3 separate regions of the Anser cygnoides genome follow, and all the other regions are linked to region 2. A link is a contact called in public Hi-C data. All regions are on one chromosome and are shown on one strand. The core of a region is the stretch at or near the end of the contact, and the rest is flanking DNA. Distances in the headings are between cores, read along the strand shown.

Region 1 (3,335 bases), core at 19-2,518, 140 kb after region 2:
GGATTTCTGCAACTAATGACCAGTTGGAGATTAAGCTGTAGCAAGTGAAATCTCTTGTGCACAATCTCCATAACACTGCAGTCACTGTAATTTGCACAAGCAACATTTACCTGTTGCTCGGAGTTAGGACAGTCTGCAATGCGAATTGAGGTTCTTTACACTAGTGTCTCAAAATAGTGAGGCTGAGCAACAACTTTATTTCTTTGAGTAATGTGTTGGACAACAGAGACTAAGGAAAAAGCGAGAGTACTTCATCTCTCCAGAAGCTTTAAGCTAAAATGTAGGTAAGAAGCAATACCCTTTGGACTAAGCATGCACAGATCAGCAAGGCAAACAAGTGCATCGCTGCTCAGCCTGGTGAGCTGCGCCTCCCAGAAGACCAGCCCCAGAGGTCGAGCAGATTGGGCCAGCTGATATTCACCTGCTCACCAAACGAGACAGCAAGAGGCAGAGAGAAAACAAATGGGACCCCATTGCTGCTGAACTGATGTTATCTGCGGGCAGCTGTGCCTTTTGTGCAAGGAGCACACAGTGCCACAATTTGCAAATGTCACTGATGAATTGCTGCTGTCTCTGCAGCGCATTGTGAAGGACTGCCTGCTCTTAATTACCAGGACTTTGTCTTTTTGTAGCAGTAATGCAGTAATGTCATTTAGTAATGAGTAAACCTAGTCCCTTCGACAATTAACTTCACATTAAACAAAACCTTCCCTGCCTTTTTCACATACTAGCGTATGGAGAAGAAATTGTGTGGTGATTGCAGTTTTTGGCTCAGATTTCTTAAATGGATCACACGAGCATCACTACAGATGGAAAAAGACAACCTAAGGTCTAGATTCAGCAGTACGTTTGAAGATATCAGGACAGGGGATCAATTTCAGGTCATTACAGGATGATGGTCAGCTCTAGGAGCAAACCAAACAAGAGATATAGGAAATTAAGACTCTCGTATTTCAAAAAGACTTTAGTTAAACACACTTCTGGCTATGAGCCACAAAATCTAGCTGCAAGGTGTGTGTCTTGGTTTCAATCCCAAACTCAAAAACTCTCATCATGGACACTCTTATTCCTTCGACAAGGAGAATTAATAGTCAGTCATTATAAGGCATTAATGAATTAATCTCCATTTTTTAACTTCTCACATTCTTCCTCTGCTGACTATGGGTTACTAGTAGTGAGGGTGCAACTTGACCTGTTATATACAGATAATGCTGAACCAGAGCAGTCACCCTCGTTCCAGTTTCAAAAACAAATTGTTCCAAAGGTCTTGGCTTAGGACTTGTATTTCATGCCCCACCACATTGTACAAAAGGAACAGTTTCAAATTTGCAGTATGAATGATATTGTGTCATAATACCCAGTAAGTGAGAAGTGAAGAGTGCTGCCTTGTGAGCTGATATCTCCGCTTACTCCCCTTGTCTAGAAACAGTTGTATTACTGCTTTTCCCCCTCTAAACAGCCAACATAAATGCCAGGAATGGTTGTTATTCTTCATGCTACTCTCAGCAAATTCTTCACTACTTTTTTTTTTTTTTTTTTTTTTTTTTTTCTGTGACCAAATAGAATTGATGTGGCTGGGACAAGAGGTACCAGACAGTAGTCCCACTTCAGATCAGAACAAGTGGTCAGGTGAACTGCATTTTTAGACATTCACTGCTAAATCAGACCATTTTCACAAGGCACTGTATGTAAGTCCTTTCTGCACCTTGCAGAGTTTGTGCATGTCTTTTTGATCTTCTGAATGCTTTGCAGGAGACTGGTCACAGCCTCAAGTTTCTGAGAAGCTCCCAGTCTGTACTTTGAACAGGCTGGCACATGAACACTGTACAAACAGCAGGGAGAGCACAGAACAGCCTCAGCCCGTGTTGGCTTGGCAGGACACTGACACCACAAGTAAGCTCAGTATTTTCTTAGGTTAACACCACAGAGATTAACCTTGGAATGTCTTGAACTACTGAAACTTCTTTAACTACTCTTTTTTTTTTTTTCTTTTCCATCTGAAACTATAGAGTATGCCCTTTTATTCCCTGTAACAACAATCTGACATACTTACAGTTTTGGCAAACTATCAAGGATTAATTTGACACCTGTGTTGAATGCCCAAGAGTGATTCAAGTTTTACAGCAGTGACTATGGCCCAGATTACCATTTTACACCTGTTTTATATCGAATTGTTTCTGCCACCATCCATGGTGTCACGCCAGCTGTAGTTCTTTGTTTGACCAAAGAGAAGACGGTGCTGTATAATTATCAAAGGGAATTCTGGCATCTCTAATTCAAACAGGATCAAAATATCAGTCCTTAACAGTGGTTCCAAGTGCACTTTTTTTTTTTTTTCATCTTTAGCATATTTTTGTCCATGCTCTGTATTCTGTTTTTCAGACATACACGCATATGATTTTATCACCCCAAATTCCTTGTTTTCTGGGAATGACAACACAGTGCTTAGGTAGAATGCAGTCTCTCTCAAATTTTAGCACAAATCCAAGCTTTTACCTTCAAATGACTTCAAAATCATATAGAAAAAAAAAATCATAATTTGAGTGAAAACAAATGCACATGCTTTCACTGAGTTGATCTCTACAGAATCATGTCACAGAAAAATGGAAAGAAAAAAAATTTAAATGCAACTACAGTGGCTTAAATATATGCTGTAAATACAACTAATGGTTCTATTTAATAATAATAATAATAAAGGACCAGTAATCCTATGAAATAAAAAGACATCTTCCATCTGGATGCACAGGATTTTTTAGGTGATGTACAGGACCATTGCTCATATGCCAGTATTTTCTTCATGTTCTGTAGACAAGGCTGGAATGCCGATCTAACTGGTGAGTACAAAGACACTGCCTGGGAGGTGTCACGCTACATCACGCTGATGATAACCTGACATCCGCCGTAAAAGAGGCATTTTACAAGAGTGTGATCCAACCACCTAAACCCAGTCCGTGTCTGGCTCTGTGTCGCCCAACCTCCTCCTCCCTAAAGAAGGCAGAAAATGACTGTTCAGGCAAGCTGGGCTCTTCGAGGAGCCAAAACCTTCCTCTGTGCATGGCACAACCCTCTTGTCAGCAGCCAGCCCATGAAGGATGGCCATGAGCTGGGATCCTGCCCCAGCTCAGCCATCCTTTTGTGCTGAAGGCACCACAGACTTCTTCAGACAAATTACTGGGGTTATCTGAGGTTTTATCAGTGATTAAATGACTAATGACAGCCACGTCTATGCTGTGGGGTGGTTTTGTTTTGCCTTTTTCCCTACTGTTCTTATCCTTTTGCAAAGTCATCTTGGAAGCATAAAGCAGTAATAAATTCATTAATATTTCTGTCATTTT
Region 2 (3,416 bases), core at 76-2,575:
GCATTTGCACATTCTTACAAAAATAATGTCCCCCAAAAAATTCCTTAATTACACCTGAAAAACTTCAAATCCATTATAATTAATGTCTTCTGGCCTTTGGCCTAACACTGTGATACAAATTACAATACTGGCCTGAACTCAGAAAGGTCCATAACTGTTTTAAAAGAAGTTGTGCATGTGCTGTATATGTCAGGTGTTTTAAATTATAGAGGAGATGAAAATGGAATGGAGAATATCCTGGACAATTGCTGATTTTTCATGCATATGTAGACTGAATAACTTGTACTGGAAGAGCAAATAGAAAAATGTTTGATTCTACAGGGCCTAGAGGCTTACTATTCCCCGGGAGCAAGAGGTGTTTAAATGAGATCAATATGTCAGAATACTGTTGACAGATTTATTTTATCTTTTAGTCTGAGACTGCAGAAGAAGAAAGTTGTTATTGGTATGCTTTGGAAGATACTGTTTCAGAAGACCAGATTTGGCCAAACAATTTGTACTTGACACATTAAAGCAGCCACTAACCACTAAGCAGCTGGCTTTTCTGTAAATTTAGTTATTGATCCCCAGGTCTTAACAAACTAGAACACCTGTTGCAATAGCAGAATTGCAACAGAAGTACTACTGTGGTACGTGTGACCAAAGTTTTCGTACTCCAGACTTAATTTTTATTAAATAATCTGATGCTTATGCAAGTTCTCAAGTTGAAAATATTGGAAAGTGATTTTTATCCATGCCTACCTCCAACAAAATGGTTAGGCATGTGCCTAACTTGGTAGGCATGGCAGCTGCTACTGATTACAAGCTTTATATGATCTCTGATATTTTCGCTGGGCACTAGATAGAAACTTTAAATGCACATGCACATACACCTCTGTATTGTGGTAGTGGCACAGACTCTGTATTTGCCTTCCTCCAAACAACCAGATCCAGAGGACAAGACTAGGATGGACTGCCAACGGCTGGTCCCTTCAAGCTTTCCCTGCAGGCCGGCCTGAGGCAGGGCTACTCTGCGTAAGGACGACTCATGCAATACAGGCTGCATACTCCGGAAGTGATTTAAAACAGCTCACCGGCATTTCAAGAGGGCTTTGGTGTTCAGAAGACGCCCACCTGCACAAATTTGCTCCCATTATTGCAGTGAAATGTAAAGGTCCTACTCAGCATAATCGTCCCTTTTTTCCTAGACCTTGCAAAGATGCAAGGCATGTCTTGGAGTGCAGCAAGAGAAGGACAAACAAGACTAAGAGTACAGTAATAATATCACAGCTTCAGAAAAAAGAGTGATGAAAACATGCTCATGAGGTCACTATTCTTCCCTTCCCTCTGTCCCAAAGCTGTTTCAGATATACCCAGACTATTCCTGACTGCTGTTTGCCCAACTTGTAAAGCCTCTGGTGATGAAGACACTACACTCTCCCTAGGCAAGTCATTCCAGCTCTTCTCTGTCCTGGACAGGGAAGACATACTGTTCCTTTGTTTTTCACAGCAGCCTTCTACGTATTTCAAGAGCGGTTACATGTATTAGCTTTGTTAAGAACCTTGATTCTGACTGAGTTAACAGTTGGTTTATTTTTTCAGGCAAATATTGATTGCTGGCCCGTGTCCTGTGTATTTTCAAACACTCTCCTATCTTCTTTTGATTTGCCATGCTCCCTGAAGCCAGGAGTTCAGGACTCACACTTCAATCCTTACACACTCCTGTTCTCCCAAATGCACAGGTTCAGGCAGGAGCAGCAGCACGTGTTAAGCCCATACTGCTCACCGGATATTGGTACAGAGGATCCACAGGTCTTCTCACCACCAGTGGAGGGTCCAGAGGAAATACAGCTGAATTTCAGAAACCCATCTAAGTATAACGATTTCTTTTATTTTTTCCTAATAATATTTTTCCTAATTTCCTAAACAAATCCACTGCAACAGGAACCTTAGGAAATAGCCATAGTACTTCTCAAAAGCCTTCAGAAAAATTTTGTCTTGGGCTGACACCAGTGCCCACATGAAGTTACTAGGCTGTCGTGAAAGCACTGCCACTCACAGACACACTGCTGGTGGGATGCCAGTGCACTGAACTGCTGGGACAGGGGCAGGGAAAGCTGCACCAGTTGTGAGGCCCAGCTGTGACTCTGCCTTCGAGCCCGGCCTTTCATGTGCAGCTGTGGGGTTTACCGTCGAAGGGAAAAAAAAAAAAAAAAAAACAAGAAAAAAAAAAGGAAAATTGTATATTTGTTTAAAACATCTTAGGAAACAGCGTTTTTTTGAACACATTCAGTAAAATGTTGAGTACATTGGAGTTTTGAAATGTTATTGTTCGCACAGGCACTTTCAAGGCCCTGTGTATTTGAGCTATGACACAGTCAATTACTTAATCAAATGCTTTTTTCCCTGTAAAAAATGAAGAGTGGGGAAAAAAAAAAAAAAAAGAAAAGGCTGAAATAAAGTTGAATAACAGTCACCAATGCACTGCCATTTTCTCATCTTCAAACACTTGGGTGAAGAACCCTACACAACAGTCTCTGAACGTGCTCTGTAAGCAGTTTAGTTATGCACTAATTTTCAAAAGCTTACGCTATAGGGATTACAAACATACAAAGCATATCACTACAAGCCATTTTATAATGGAACTTCTCCAGACTTCACTGGAACAACCTTTCCCTGTTCAGAATATTGTTTTTAATCACATGACAAATTTTCCGCCAAAGACTGACAGTCTTCAGACACATTGCTCTCCAAAACCAACCTCCTTTGCCAGAATACAATAGGAAATATACTAGCAGCCTTAATGAGACTCCTCTGCTCATCTGCAGAGTTTCAGGGCCTGGATGGAGAATGTGCAACTGCCTTAGCTCATTTCTCTATGTTTCCCCCTTCACTTCCATTATGAACAACATGATCATGCAGGCTATCTCCATGTCTGCTAACTCCTGCATTCCCTCTTTCCCAGGGCTCATACCCCACCAACCCAGCCAGATTTCCTCCTCTTCCTCCAAGGCAGCACCAGCAGAGGGAGCATTTAGAGCATGTAGACACAAACCCTCCTTGCTCTGGCCCATTATAGTGACTCACTGCTTGATGAATTTTCAAAAATTCATCAGCCAAATTAATCTTCACCACATGTCTAAGCTCAGGAGAATAAATTAGAAGAGAAGAGAGGAAATGCATCCCTGACTTGAAGGCGACCTTTGCTAAATCTCTCCTACAGAGCTTGGTTATGTCTACAGTGGTAAGATTTTGATTCCAATTTCTTTGTGAAAAAAAAGATATATATTCCCCTTCTAATTATTGGGAACAGCAGCAATATTTTCAGTTGGAACATATCCAAAAAGGAAGACAAATTCAGCAAGACATCTGCTTTGGAAAAGTTATTCCTTTCAGTCAGGAATTGTGCAGACCCTAAAATTTCAATTCAAGGCTTG
Region 3 (3,304 bases), core at 635-3,134, 180 kb after region 2:
TTCAGCTGACCCAGGAGAGAAAGTGTTTGAGCAATGGCCCCATTGCTGTGGTATATACCTTTGACTACAGCCCATGAGCAAAACATGAGTGGTATTTCAGTGACATGCTTCCCCACCCAGTAAGCAAGACACTCCCAGAAATTAATTGTCAAAAATTTATTATGAAAGCTTCAATAGCAGCAAGTATTTCAATAAAAATTATTGCATTATTAAACCAGTTCTGCAGAGCAGCCCAGAGGCCTGTTGAAGTCTGTCTGCTTTAAAAGTCTCTATATATCCCCTTTAGTCTCTAATAGTCCATCAAATACTGGAACTTCCTTCTCTCCACGTTTTATAGACAGTGCCAACAGTTCTAGTCACAGTACTCTGTCCAGTCCTTCTGTAAAGTTTTGGCCCACTTCCCCCAACTTTCTCTGTCTTCTGAAACAGCTCCTCTCGACCAGGAAACTTGCAATACTTGTTTCAGTTCCATGGTATGTCAGCCTCTCCGCTGCAGCTGCAGGCTACTGAGGCACACTGGTGGGGTAAGCTGTTCTTTTCCTCTTTCTCCTCCGTAAGAGCCCACTGCATGCCAGTCTGAGTGACCTTAATCCAGTCTCTTGACCAGGCTAATCCATGGAATCAGCAGCTTGTTGCACACTTCGGTGAACCAACACCACGTTGAGAATGCAACAAAGGTTTCAGCTTCCCCAGTGCACTGGGTCACCATCACTCGGGCAGGGTGATGGTTGGCACCCACTCATTGACGTTTCTGCTCTCTTCACAGAAGAATTTCAGCTTCTCTAGAGCTGGGTCCTTCCAGCCATCCTCATTCGGGTTCTGCCAGAGGAAAAAAAAAAGTTGCATACCATGAGAACTGCCTGCCAACTGAAGTCATGACATTATTTACAGAAGCATTAGCTTAGTAAGTGAGGTATTTTCAGATAACTTCTGTCCCAGCACGGGGAAAGCAGGAAGCAGAGCTGTCACCCTTGTGGGCAGAGGAAATCCACAGTTACGAGAAATGCAGCCTACTACTACTACTCAGCAGATTGGCTCTTGGGCACATGTGCCAAGTCCCCTTTCTCTGCCCAGAAGGGGATCCAGCCACCTGCAGCAACGTGGCCACCCCATGCAGAGGCCGGTGCCGAAAGCAGCAGTGCAGAGAGCCCCCCCAGCCCCTCACCACCCAGGAATACCCACCGTGATGAGGATGCAGTGGAAGTCCCGCGGTTCCCCGTCCTCCTCACTGGCCCCCACAACAGCCGCCAGCTTGGTCACGTCGTTGACCCGCACGATGTCGATGTCGTTCTCGCAGCAGAAGGCCTGGATGAGGGTGAAGTGAATCTGCAGGGCGATGTCCCCCTCGTCCTCCTCATCGGCCGCCAGCACGCAGAAAGCCACGTTGTCGGGGTCGCTGCAAGAGGCGAGGCGCGGCGTTAGGCTCTGCGGACCGTGCTTGCGGCCAACCCCTCCCGGCCCGGCCCGGCCGGGCCCCCGCCGCCCTACTTACACATTCATCAGCTTGGCCGACTCGTAGACGCCGGCCGTGAGGCAGCCGCGGCGCTGCGCCGACACCAGCAGCTCGTGGAGGGCCTTGCCGGCGCCCTGCATCCTGCGGGGGGGAGACGGGCACGGTCAGTCAGCGCGGCGCCAACGGCCTCACCGCCGCCCAACCGCCGCAACGGCCGCCCAACCGCCGCCCCACCGCCAGCAGCGCCGCCACCTACCAGTCGCTGCCCGCGGGCACCGGCTCCTGTCCGTGGGTCTCCTCCAGAGTCATAGCAGCGAGCGGGCGGACAAGGACAAGCCGCGGCGGCGGCGGCGCCGATCGCTCCCAGCCGGCCCCGAGCCTCCCGCTCCGCTCCTCACCGCCCGCCGAACCGAGCGGCTCTGGGCCGCCCGTCCGCCGCCCGCCCCTATTTATAGCCCGCGCGGCCGCGGCGCCGGCAGCTGGCGGCGGTTGCCGCGCTCCCATTGGCCGGCGGCGGGGAAGGGGGAGGGGGCTTTTGTCATGCTAATCGGCGCGCGCGGGCTGAGGGCGGGAGGGAGCGGGCGGCTCGTGCCGGCAGGACACGTGGGGAGGGGGAGGGGCGGCGGGGGCACGCGCCGGGCGGGGAAAGCCCGCGCGCGGCGGGGGGGGCGGGGGGGGGGGAGGGTCTGTGAGGGCCCGGCCGTGCGGGGACCCGGCACACGGAGCGTGCCTCAGCGCCGCGTGCGTTCACGGCCCTTTTGCGTCTAAAAACACCTCACAAGTTTTCAGAAAACCATCCCCGGGCCCCCACAGAGGTGAGACGGCAGCCGTCCCCACTCGCTGAGCGCAGCGTACGCAGCGCGTTCCGTAAAAAAACACACTCAGTGCGTCTCCCCCCTGTATTCTCCGGGTACGTGCACGGGGAGGAGCGCAGCAGGGCAGGTCAGAAACCAGCAGCCTTGGGCAGGGCCCACCGGACCGAACACCTGCTGCAAGCACCGGAGGGCTGGCCATGTGCTGCAGCCTCAGTGCGCCGTGAAACAGATGGGAAACCCAGCACTGACTCAGCGCTCTGAAAGACGCCTGTTATAGCTGTGATTTCACCGAGCTTCCCATCACGGTGGAAATTAAAGTTGCTTAAAATGGATAGAAATTAGTAGGCCAAAGCAACTCATAGCATGTGTAGTAGGTTAACGTATGTAAGCACCGAAGTAATAAACTCACGTATGCAAGCATATTGACACAGCAATCCTTTCACACATAGTCTTCCATTTTTTTGCTTAAAAACCTTGGAGTCGGGGCCACAGCAATCTTTTCACATGTAGGCTTCCATTTTTTGCTTAAAAACCCAGCACCCTGGCGTCAGGGCTTCCCCTCGTCGCAGTTTTCAGATCGCTCCATTATTCCCGTGTCTCCTAGCACAGATGGTGCTGAAGGCCACGGAGCATGACCAGACACCCGATCCAGCTTATTTCAAACCACGGTGTCAACACCGGGCCTCCAGAGCAGCCAGGGAGGTGCACGAAGGGAGCTGTACCTGCTCCTGGTCCCTTCCCTCTTTTTTCTATGGTTTTGAAACAGTCAGCTCCTCGGACTTCGTAGTCTACTGAGCAAACTCCATCTTAAGTGGACATCATGCTCCACTGCTCGCTTTCTTGGTCTTCGCCTCCCATGTCTTTAATATATACATAAAAGAAAAAAAAATCATCTTTTTCACTTTTTAGTATTGCTGCCCACAAACACCCAAGTAAGCGTGCTGATTGTTTTCCTCTGACAGTGGAAGTTACACCCCCCATTGTCCTAGGACACTTGAACACACTCAGGTGGATGTAAGTGTCCCCAATATACTTA

What was found. A called contact is a pair of places that touch in the nucleus more often than the background predicts.
Region 1: a contact with region 2 is called in a Hi-C map of liver, with 2.0 times the contacts expected there. The contact joins two enhancer-like sites. A contact is called at or near these places in 2 of 7 Hi-C or Micro-C datasets (both in liver).
Region 3: a Hi-C map of liver shows a contact between it and region 2, with 4 times the contacts expected there. The contact joins the promoter of GADD45G here to the enhancer-like site in region 2. A contact is called at or near these places in 2 of 7 Hi-C or Micro-C datasets (both in liver).

Annotation. Positions count from the first base shown.
Region 1 is chrZ:38,189,408-38,192,742 of Taihu_goose_T2T_genome, forward strand. No RefSeq gene overlaps it. Among named protein-coding and RNA genes, the nearest start is that of GADD45G, 43 kb to the right of the region's middle. Within about 2 kb of position 1,269, at least 1 of the 3 cell types and tissues checked has open chromatin away from gene starts, as enhancers often do. A contact at or near this core is called in liver, where this site is marked.
Region 2 is chrZ:38,053,101-38,056,516 of Taihu_goose_T2T_genome, forward strand. No RefSeq gene overlaps it. Among named protein-coding and RNA genes, the nearest start is that of GADD45G, 180 kb to the right of the region's middle. Within about 2 kb of position 1,326, at least 1 of the 3 cell types and tissues checked has open chromatin away from gene starts, as enhancers often do. A contact at or near this core is called in liver, where this site is marked.
Region 3 is chrZ:38,232,521-38,235,824 of Taihu_goose_T2T_genome, forward strand. GADD45G (growth arrest and DNA damage inducible gamma) reads right to left here and starts at 1,885. Exons shown (of 4, transcript XM_048046132.2): 1 at 1,710-1,885; 2 at 1,493-1,594; 3 at 1,183-1,396; 4 at 142-819. The coding sequence starts at 1,762. The coding sequence ends at 709.